Linked DNA regions of Pan troglodytes: region 2 is linked to region 1. A link is a contact called in public Hi-C data. All regions are on one chromosome and are shown on one strand. Each heading gives the region's core, a stretch centred on a gene start, on an enhancer-like site or on the middle of the called end of the contact. The rest is flanking DNA. Distances are from core to core; before and after follow the strand shown.

Region 1 (5,748 bases), core at 1,646-4,145:
ACCCTGTCTAAAAAAACAAAAAAAAAGTTAAGAATAAAGCCCACTGCATCTTTAAGCTAAATAAACCCTCTGAAATAAAAGAAAAGTATCTTTTAGCAGTTATTGTTAGGGTCTCACAGGTCCTCTTCTTTAAGAAGACTGTTAGCTAGGTTCTTCTCCTCCTCCAAATACACCCAAGTAGCAGGTTCCTTCTTTGCCAAGTTCTCCAGAAGAGGTCACTGGGCTTCAACAAGCAGAGGAAAGAGCCAGGTTTTGTCTTTCTCTTATAATCTCAGGCCACAGAGAACTGTAGTCTTGCTGCTAAGTTTTGGGAGGGGGAAAAAGCAGAGGAAGTATTCCAGCCTTCAGGAATAGGCAGTAGGTCCCTTCCTGGGACGCTGATGGGTGAAGACTGTCTACACCTTCTAGGCCACAGAAAGGACACTGTCCAGCCCACCTCCACTGCAGGCAGATGCTCCCATGCCTGCTCCGTGGGATGGAGGAAGACAGCTTGGAAACCAGCTCTGTGTGGGCTCTGCAAGTTCCCACAGCTATCTGAGGAGGTGGGTGCCCAACCATTTCCTCAGGGGCTACCACAGACTCACAAAGCAGCAGTTTTGCTTGGCGACTGATTGCCTCCTCAACAGGCAAGTAAGAACACAAACTTGTTTTTGGGGAAGGGGTGACATTGGTACCAGAGGCCCTACTTTCTAAGATTCCCCAACCTTTGCACAGCCCTGGGAGTGTGGAAGGATCTGGATTGCTAGCGTGGGGGAAGTTTCCTTGAGAATGTCTCATCAGTTTACGAGCACTCTTTGCTCCCATTCTCAGCTCAGAAATCCTTGGATGTTTAGAGGCAACTTTCATCACACGACTGCCGGGGACGGATGGACGCAAAGATTTTTAAAGGGAAGTCATTGAATAAGAAAAGAACAAATGAAGCCCTGGGCTTCCCACTGTCATTGACTCACTGCATCCTGTTAAAACTGGTTTCTCAGTCGCAGCAAACAGAATTTACCACCGCATGCAGCCAAAAAAAAAAAAAAAAAAAACTCTTTTCCCGTTGCACTTCTGTGCCTGGAATTATCTCCTATTTGTTTTAAGTAAAAGATGGTGAGAAACACAAGTGGCACCCACAAAGCCTTGCCTCGCCTTGCCTGGCGCAGCAGTGCCAGCTCTCCACAGCATGGGGAAGGCACTTCCCAGCCCACATTCCTTACTTCTGAGGGGAGGCAGCCCCCAGAATTATGCAAATCCCCCCCATTTCAGTAGGAGGCTGCAGTGTCAGATTAGAAAAAAGAGCTCAGCATTCTTTCTGATCCAAGTCATGAAAAAAATGTCTTTGCCTCTGCAAACTTCTGCACTAGATTTGTGGCTACAGTTTGCAAGACTGAAGCTGTCAGATACACTCCCACCCCATTTCAAAAAAGAATCTGAAGAATCAAGGTGGCCAGATCTTTAAGATTAAATATTTTGGCCCAAAATACCCCCTCAGACTTACATCAGAAGTTGCTTATGCCTTATTCTGAAGTGACAGAATTGCAGAAAACATTCACCTAAAATTTTTTTCTGTATGTTACAGTTAAATTAATGCAACGCCAGTAAAAGGAAAGAAATATGTGTGGAAAGTGTCTGAACTTCAGCACACTCCACTGGCCAGGGTTGACCAGGCAGAAAGGAGAAAGTGACAACTTTACCACCCACTAGCCCCCTGCCTCCCTACTCACGCAGAGGGTAAATTACGATATTCACCCAACTTTTCCTTTTCTTTTTTCTTCCTCCAGTGCTGGAGGAAAGAAAGAAAATCTCAGAGGGAGGAATGTGGTTTTGCACCCACCACAGTCGAAACCAATCAGACCTCAGGAGAAAAATAACTGCGGAATTCCCTAGGGCTTTCTGTCAAATTTTCTTCTCAGAAAGGGAAGGGGAGAGGAGTTGTTAAGGATAGTTCAGGCCAGTGATCAGGAAAGCCTTCTGAACCTGACTCCGCACTGAAAGCATCGCAAAACTCCTCGCCCCTAGACCACTGGGCTTTGCTATCGGCTCTGCAAAACCATGTGCAGGGAGAGCTTACCTGAGAGAAACGCACACACCGTGAGCTGGCGCTCTCCGCTGCGAATGCCCGGCCGCCTCCATGCCCAGCAGAGGATTCTATGTTCTAAGTGTGTGTGTCCCCGGATACCAGCAAAGGTTAATAACGTGCTCACAGCATGCGTTTCAGAGGGCTCAGCCAGGGCTCGGGGAAAAGGGCATCATCTCGTTGCCTCTGGAGCCCCGCTGCTGCATACTGGGAGCTACCCTGCACCCCCAAACCATCCCCCCGGGTCCTGGTCCCAGCAGCCAGGCGGCCTTCCGTCTCTCCCCCTTGACAATACTCTAGCGGTGGAAAGCAGTCCTCAAAGCGCTTCAGCCTCCGGCCGCAGACAGAGCAGCAAGACCAGAGAAACCATCCCAACAGTCGGTCCTCCCTCCTGGAACTCGTAGGAAAGTTTCCCCGTTTTAAAGAGCGCGATTCTCGAATGAATCAAAAACACCCTCCAGCTCCTCGGTCCTCCCGGCCGGGCGCCTCCCTGCACCTCGGGCACCACCCCGGGCTCACGCGGCCCCGGCACTGCCCACTTCCCGAGCGGTCGCCTGTCACCCCGGGGGTCGCCCGCTCGGCGATCGCAGCGCCCCTCCAAAGCTCCCCTCTGCGACCACGCTCGCCAGACAAAAAGAGGCCGAATTTGGAGAGCGCGTCGCGGGCTCACCTCTGGGCTGCGCTCCCCTGGCCCCTCCGTCGGTCTCCGAGCCGCCAGCCGCCCGGCCGGAGCATTGTTCGCAGAAGGTCTGCGCGCGGTGCGTGCCCGGCCGCGGGCGGGTGGCGTCTGCCTGGGCCCGGCGGCCGGGTGGCAGCTGCGAGCGCGGCTCCGCCCCCTCCGCCTCCGGTGACGCCGCCCGCCCCAGCTCACGCCGCACCTCCGCAGTCCCTGCCGCCGCCCCGCCCCGCCTGGCCCGCGCGCCCCGCCGCCCGGCTTGCGCCTGCCGCTCCCACCCGGCGGTCTCCTACCCCCAGGGCCCCGACTCCTCCAAAGTCTCCAGGCCCCGGGACTCCCTCTCTTGCCCACCCTCCCGCCCCGGACCGGCAGGCTCCGCCCCCAGCCCCAGACTTGGCGCGGGCTGACCCCCGAGCCCAGCACCCGTTTGCACCCCCTCCTCGGTGGGGACCCTGCACAGCTCTGCAGGGGCGAGCTCTGGCGTTGCAGTCCTCCTTTTGCCATCATGCGTGTATAGGTGCCCGGCATCACTTCATCCAGCCGGCCCTGCGGGACCCTGGGAAGAGAGGGAGAAGGAAGGGGAAACGAGGAAGTGTGGGGTCGGGAGTGGAATACAGGTCAGGGTCCGAGGCGGGCTCTGAAAGCCACGTGAGCACAGCGAGCCTGAGCTCTCCCTACCTCTGGGAAGAGGGTGGCGCCAGAGGGAGCAGGGCTGGAAGTCCCGGTGGCGGATTCCAGGTTCCGCTCAGTCCCTGGACTGCAGGATTCTGGCAAATTGCTTAACCTCTTTGAACTTTAGTTTTCTGGATGTAGAATGCAAGCGTTGCACTGCAGGGACCTGGCCTTCTACCGTGCTGGGACATCCAAGTCTTCCGCAGGCCAGTAATACACCTGTGTTTACACCGATTCCAGTGAGTCATTCACTGAGATAGAAGGAGTTCGAGATAGTCCTCGGGCTAAAAAAATCTTTTAACTGGGAGTATAATAGCTTAGGACCCAGTCAGTCCTGTAGCTTGACCTGGGTATTTTCTCGGGGAGCCAGGGCTATGGTCACCTCCCAGGGCCATGCCGGGTGGGGAGAATTCAGTGAAATGGAACAGGAAGAGGACCCCCCTCCCCCAAAAAACACAATACCTGCGGCTTCTCTCGCCCTCTATCCCCTCCCCAGGAAGGCAGTTTATTTTGACTCCAGTGAAGGTCGTCTGCCAATCAGCCTGCGAGCCCCCACCCACCGAGAGGAGGAAGATGGGCCCCCACCCCCACCCCCAGATCCCTGGCTCTCCTCTTTGCTGCTGTGGGTGTGGACAGAGAGGGAAGATGTGTATTTGAGGTTTGGCTTCTGTGTGAGGAAAGGGAAAAAAGGATCCAGGGAATTCTTCCTCATGTTCCAGTGACACCCATGCCTCCTAAGAGGATAGAATCTGGGGGAAGCTGTAGAGGGATGGGAGTGCAATGGACATTCCTTAAGGACCTACCCAGCGCTAAGCAATCCTATGAGGAGAGCATCATTATCCCCATTCTACAGATAAGAAAACTGAGGCTCGGGGGCCTCACAATTTGCTGGGGTTCCTCAGCTGAAAAGTGGTAGTACTAAGATTGGAACCAAAGGCTGTCTGGCTTCGCTGGTAGGCAAGTCTACTCTGCCACTCCGCCCTTGCCAAGTGCAGGTAGTCCAGCCCTATTTTTCTCTCTTCCCTAAGTGGAGAGAAATCATTTGAACAAATACTGGCCGTGCGCGGTGGCTCACACCTGTAATCCCAGCATTTTGGGAGGCCGAGGCTGGCAGATCACCTGAGGTCAGGAGTTCAAGAACAGCCTGGGCAATGTGGTATAACCTCATCTCTACTAAAAATACAAAAATTAGTCGAGTGTGGTGGTGGGCGCCTGTAATCCCGGCTACTCAGGAGGCTGAGGCAGGAGACTCACTTGAGCCAGGGAGGTGGAGGTTGCAGTGAGCTGAGATCGCACCACTACACTCCAGCTTGGGTATCAGAGCAAGACCCTGTCTCAAAAAAACAAAAAAAAAAAAAAAAAAAAAGGAAGGGAAACTTTGGTTACACTTCATGAGCATCCAACAGAGCTGAAAGATCCAGACCCTACCAAGACTCAAGAGGGGAAGATGTTGATTAAACAGGTAGGTACAAAGTGGTCTGCACTGGAGAAATACAGAAGTGACTTCAGAAAGTGTGCAATTCATTTACACTGGGAGAGGGCAAACTAAGATGTTTGAGAAGTTCCTGGTTCTCAGGATTCAGGCTAAATGTTTCACTTCTTTCCTCTGTAAGAGAGACACTGACCTCACAGAATAAAGGCTGTGCTGAACACATAAAAGAGGCACTTACTTTTGCACTTTATTTTCTTCTCTTTACCTAACTTATTCTTTTTTTTTTTTTCCTGGGATGGAGTTTCATCTTTCAATCAGGCTGGAGTGAAGTGGCAAGATCTTGTCTCACTGCAGCCTCCACTCCCCGGGTTCAAGCCATTCTCCTGCCTCAGCCTCCTGAGTAGCTGGGATTGCAGGCGGCCACCACCATGCCCTGCTAATTTTTCTATTTTTAGTAGAGACAGCATTTCACCATGTTGGGCCAGGCTGGTCTTGAACTCCTGACCTCAAGTGATCTGCCTGCCTCGGCCTCCCAAAGTGCTAGGATTACAGGTGTGAGCCACCGCACCCGGCCCCTAATTTATTCTTAATACATGAACAGGCTAAAGAGCATAATTATAAGAGAAAGCCATAATGTGGCAAGACTTGTAGTTCTGTGGCATGGGGCAGTACTTGAAGGGTAAATTCAGTGTGTCTACAAAATAAAGTGTGTTCTTAAGTGGTTTGCTGTGCTCACACAAAGTAAATGCATTATACTGTAGTTGCTGACATATAATGTGCATCTTTTTAAAAGCCAGCAACATGGCCATAGAGACGACTTCATCTTGCCTAATGAAAAGAATCAAGAAACACTTCAAAGGAGTCACTGAGATGCACATAAAATACCCACACTCTTAGGCAGTGCTCTAC
Region 2 (5,748 bases), core at 918-3,417, 210 kb after region 1:
CTCCTGCCTCAGCCTCCCGAGTAGCTGGGACTACAGGCACATGCCACCCTGCCCGGCTAACTTTTGTATTTTTAGTAGAGACAGGGTTTCACTATGTTAGCCAGGCTGGTCTCAAACTCCTGACCTCATGATCCACCCGCCTCAGCCTCCCAAAGTGCTGGGATTACAGGCATGAGCCACCGTGCCCGGCCTTGGTACCATCTTTAAATGAAATCTTCTATAGGCTGGGATTTCAGAGGCCTGGTTTTTAACTTCAGCTTTGTCGTGAACTCTCTGCGTAATCTGAGGCAAGCTATGCCACATATACTACTACCACTACTACCATTACTATGGCTAATAATAATAATAACGACTGCTAATATTTATATAGAACTATGCCAGATATTTCACATATATTATTTCACTCTTATAAAAGGGGAAAGATTGGCTGGGCGTGGTGGCTCATGTCTGCACTCTCAACACTTTGGGAGGTTAAGGTAGGAGAATCATTTGAGCCCTGGACTTTGAGAGCAGCCTGGGCAACATGGTGAGACCCCCATCTCTACCATTTTTTTTAAATAACAAAAAAAAAAAAAAAGGAAATTTAAGAGTAGAAACAAGAAATATTCAAAAATAATAATACCTGTCACTGTGAAAAAGGCTTGTCACCAAGTATCTCATTGAAACTTTACAACTTCCCTAGGAGGTGCGTTCTACCACCTTAGGAAAATGAGACTCAAACAGGTTACCTTGACCAAGGTCAGACAGCTGGCAAATGGCAGAGCTGAAACTCAAATCCAGGCAATCCAACTCTAAAATGCTTGTTTTAATCCTAATGGGGAACTACCCCTGTCCTAACGTGGAAACTAGATAGGCAGAAAAAAAATACGGTTTTTCAAAGGAGCATGATTACAAGGACAGAAGAACGGTCTAGAACTCTCTTACTTTAAACATTAACCTTACAGCTACCATTTTTTGAGTGCTTATCCACAAAAATTTTTCTTAAAGCACTTTTCACACATTTCTTTTTTTAACCCATGGAACTGCCTTTTGCCATCATCTGGCCTCAGATCTGCAGCTCTTGTGACAGTGCTTCAGGGCCGTCTCTGCCACCTTGGTGTGGATGCCTCTTTTCAGGCTCAACCACTTCAGATTCCGCATATTTGCAACGTTTCCCTGCTTTCCTCACTACTGAGTTTCCTGGAACCCACTCCCTTCATGGAAAACAATCCAATGCAATCCTTGGCCCCAGGACACATGACCGGCTTACTGGCCAACTTCCAGCCCTCACCAACTGTTGGTAGAGAATAGGATTAGACGGCTGGCCCTGCATCCACAGGAGTGCATGATGCAATGTTTTTAAACCTGGACTAGGCCATCTGAACGGTTTGCAACTAGCTTGTTTTCCTCCTCTTCCAGCTTTGGAATGGAACTGAGTGAAAGCCAACCCTAGGTCTCTATCAGATAGGGCAGCAGCCAAAGCAAGGCAAAGAGAGGAGAGTGCACAAAAATAATATCACGCACTGCAGGGCAGGACAGGAGCCACGTGGAGGGAGGGTCAGATTCTGAGGTTTAAACAAGAGCCAAAATTCAGGACTTGTGTTCGAGTCTTGACTGATTTAGTTTTGTATTGGTCAAGGTCGTGCGAGCACCCAGCGCCTGAAGCACGGCCGGGCAGGAAACCAGGGCAGTGGTTGTGACTGGGGAGTAACCTCATATTTTTAAATTAACCGCTTCCCTCAGTGGGTGGCAAAATAAGAGAGAACATGAAATCACTCAGTGTGCACCGAAATGGAGAACGCTTGGGCTTGGACTTTAGCACCATTTTGTCCCTGATGTAAAGTGTACAATCTTGCCACGGTATATAATTCTGAATCCTTGGAGGTCCCTGAATTGTCTGTGAATACTCACTGTAAACTAAAGCTGTGTGTGGAATACTACTTTCAAAGCAGATAGCATTATGATTTCTGGATATTCGTTCAGGATTCTTCAGTCTCTGGTTCTCCAAGCAGACTGCCTGAGCCTTATTTCCAGAGGGAATTGTCTCTGTGGTGTTTGCAGATTCCTTGTGAGCTGATAGCACTGAAACAGCATGAGAAACTACTCCCGTGACTTAGTCATCTTTAGACCCAGAGACTGTGGAAATGTCTGTCTTCCTGGGGCTTGAAGGGGTCGAGGGGTGGGTCGAATACCAGACCCACCCCCATCCTCTGGGCAGAAGCTATTTCCCACAGTCTCCTGGCCCAGACACAACGTCTTTAGAACAGAGCCAGGAAAGTTTCCTGGAGTTTAATGCTGCCCGGAGGTCATGGGAGCGACGTTGCACAATGATTAATGACAGGGAACGCTTAGTCAAGATTATATTTAATTTATACTTAGGTGTTGGCAATTTCTCATAGACAATTATTTCTCCAGGATGTCTCCTGATTCCCTCTGAGCTGTATGACTATCACTGTTAGATGTGTATTTGGGAATCCCAGAACTTCATGAATAGCTAATGGCAGACACAGGACTGCCCACGTGTTCCTATCTAGCACCTGTCTCCTATTGTTCCATATTTATCTCTATTATATTTCCTAAAATGGTGATACTTCCTTCTATTTATAAAACTGTTCAGCTAGTTGCATACTGACAGAAAAAAAGAGAGAGAGAGGAATAAAACAAAACAAAGGGAAAAAAATGAGTGTCCTTGTATTCTGGTGTATTTGCGTTCCAAAGTCCATGAAATAAGACGTATTCTATAATTGTTACTTTATTTTAAATAGCCATACTTAATCACATTCTTTGACAATTTTTGACTCAGCTCAAAATATAGATAGTAATCTCAATCCCTTATATTTACTTTTGATGTAAAATCTGAATCTCTGGGATGTGTTTTTTACAGGAAATGAGGTTTTGCATAATTTCCTGAGGAAACTGAAAATTTAACTCCTTCAGTAAATAAGAAGCAAACAAACAAAAGTTGCATCATGATCGTGGGAAGGGGAGGCAGAATCACTTTGACATGATCATATTGCCTCGGTGGGCTGAGATCCGGAGATCTCTAGGAAAATATCTGATGAACACCTGTTTCTATTGCTTCATCAGCCTTCATTACTACGATGTTACTATTCTCAGGTGAGAAGCCCAGGTTAGCCTCACTTCTGTGGCCCGGTCCTGACTGAGCATGTTTTGGGGAGAACCCGACTTCCACATTCATGTGGGTCAATCAGCTATGTCAGCTCCAGCTTCTTCACGACGCTGTGGTCAAACAATGTCCACAACAAGAATATAGTGACAATACATTCTCTCTTTGATCTACATGAGCTCAAGTCATCACTTTATTCTTTTAATATAATGAGGGTAATTTGGTATCAAACTATAGTTGACCTGTTTCCTTCCCCTTTGTCAGCTAACTTATCAGTTGAGGGGAAAAAAATCAGTTTCTAGAAATGTAAATCAAATTCATCTTACCATCTTCTCAGATGTTAGGCTTGATCCAAAGCCCACCAACATATGTGCCATATCCTGGGAAAATAAGACCAACTACACACAAATCTGTCTTTTAAAAATGATTGTGAGCACCTGAGTGTGTATGGTGGCTCACACCTGTAATTCCAACACGTTGTGAGGCCAAGGTGGGCAAACTGCTTGAGCCCACAAGTTCGAGACCAGCCTGGGCAACATGGTGAGACCTCGACTCTATACAAAAAATACAAAAATTAGCTGGGAGTGTTGGCACATGCCTGTAGTCCCAGCTACTCGAGAAGCTGAGGTGGAAGGATCACCCGAGCCCAGAGAGGTAGAGGCTACAGTGAGCGGTGATGGCACTACTGCACTCCAGCCTGGGGGACAGAGTGAGACCCTGTCTCAAAATATATATATATATAGTTGTGGTTATTTTATACTTGATAAGTGTTTGTTGTCAACATAGCATCTTCACTATGAAATATGACCCATTCTTATTATTGAAACTGGAACTTGTGGATTCATTTTAATTAACATTCCTTTTCAAGTACCTAGTGCTATGAAAAAGTAGACATTGCCTGGTTTAGCAAAGTGGAGTGAGTCTTGCTTGTCCTCCGAAACTGACAACAGCAGGCAGGGAATCCGGGGTACACAGGGAACAGAACTGACTTTGCCAAGGCACTTGAAAAACAACTGGTTTTTGTTTATTTCTTTTTACTGTGGCTTTGTGAAACATATTCGGGTGATTTAATTAACATCACTGAGCCTCATTTATTCAGTTGTAAAATGAAAAAAATAGTTGAACCTAAATCATTTGTTTATTGTGAGGATTAAATAAGAGGAGGCATGGGCTGGGCACTAGTAAACACTCAATAAATATAAGCTTTTTTTTTTTTTAAATAAGGGCAGGACAATTATAGCCTCAAGTGTCACATTCAATGTGACTCAAGTCATACCCTCTCACTTGAAGTTGAGGGTCACATGCTTTTATTCCAGAACTTCTCTAAGACCACATCATACTGAAGTCAAGGGTTAAAGAGTTCCCAAAATATTTGGACCCTATTAAAATGATTGGGGGTGAGCTTTCTACTGAGTCCTGGCAGAGAAAATCAGACTTAAGAATCGACCCATCACAGTTAAAACTTACTTGCTCAATTCTAAAGCATGCATATATATATATATATATATATATATATATATATATACGTGTGTGTGTGTGTGCGCTTTATAAATCAGTTTGCCTTAATCAATTTTGCCTTTAATCAATATCTACATGTAATTTAGAGTTTTTCTTTTCTGCTCCATCCCCTTTTGAAATGGTGGCTTGTCTCAGGATCAATGTTGATGTAAAATTAAGTACAGTGTGGGCATATGTTATTTTTAAAATCCTTTGTGAGTTTTATAATTTCTTTTAAAATACCATCTTATTTAGTAAGAATTTATGGATTATTTGCATTTATCAGGATGTCTGTTTTAATATGGAGTTGATTCTGATGGAAAAGCTTGATTGATTACACCTTGGGCCCATCTTTGCTTTTAGTTCTCCACAGAAAGCCTACATGAATGAGCCACTTTATCACTTCTCTTAACCGTGGAAGTAAAGTCTAAGAGACGAGGAAATAACACTTCTGGAATGAAGCCATGCAATCCCTGGAAAGGAACTTAGCATCAACTCGGGCAGTGACCCACTGTGACCCTGTTGGTTGGCCATACCAACACCTGCCAGGCAAAACCCCATGCCTGAGGACTTCTCTGGGCTCTGCTTCTGCCAGACCTTTAATGCCGGGTCTAAGATGAATGAAAATAGTTTTCTATGAAGACCAGTATATAAGGACAGAGCAAGATTCCTCATCTTCAAATATTTATTATTTCCTTCTTCTGGTATTAGCAAATTTTGGCTTTAGATGATACTAGTGCATATAGTAGATAAGAAATGTGTTATCAAAATAAGCATATTGATGAATAGTACATAAGATTCTATAAATTGTATCAATTCTAACCTGTATATCTAATAGTAACATAATTTATATTATTAATATTACAGTACTGTAAGCCCTCTGTGTTCATGGGTTCTCCCACCAGCCACAGATTGAATCTGGATTCCACCAGCCACAGACGGAAAGTATTTGAAAAAAATGAGTGATCGAATCTGTACTGAAAATGTGCGAACTTGTCATTATCCCCTAAATAATATGTTATAAAAACTGTTTACATAGCACTTACACTGTATTAAGTATTATAGGTAGTCTAGCGATGGTTTAACGTATATGCGATGATATGCAGAGGTTCGATGCAAATACTATCCCATTTGATATCATGGAC

Evidence for each region. Hi-C and Micro-C count contacts between places; a contact is called where the count stands out from the background.
Region 2: a Hi-C map of stem cell-derived neural progenitor cells shows a contact between it and region 1, with 2.5 times the contacts expected there. The contact joins the enhancer-like site here to the promoter of PRAG1 in region 1. A contact is called at or near these places in 1 of 7 Hi-C or Micro-C datasets (stem cell-derived neural progenitor cells) and 1 of 1 datasets of contacts at active chromatin or transcription factors (stem cell-derived excitatory neurons).

Annotation. Positions count from the first base shown.
Region 1 is chr7:14,368,587-14,374,334 of NHGRI_mPanTro3-v2.0_pri, forward strand. PRAG1 (PEAK1 related, kinase-activating pseudokinase 1) reads right to left here and starts at 2,896. Exons shown (of 6, transcript XM_001136236.8): 1 at 2,730-2,896.
Region 2 is chr7:14,580,499-14,586,246 of NHGRI_mPanTro3-v2.0_pri, forward strand. No RefSeq gene overlaps it. Among named protein-coding and RNA genes, the nearest start is that of CLDN23, 100 kb to the right of the region's middle. Within about 2 kb of position 2,168, at least 6 of the 24 cell types and tissues checked have an H3K27ac peak or open chromatin away from gene starts, as enhancers often do. A contact at or near this core is called in stem cell-derived neural progenitor cells, where this site is marked.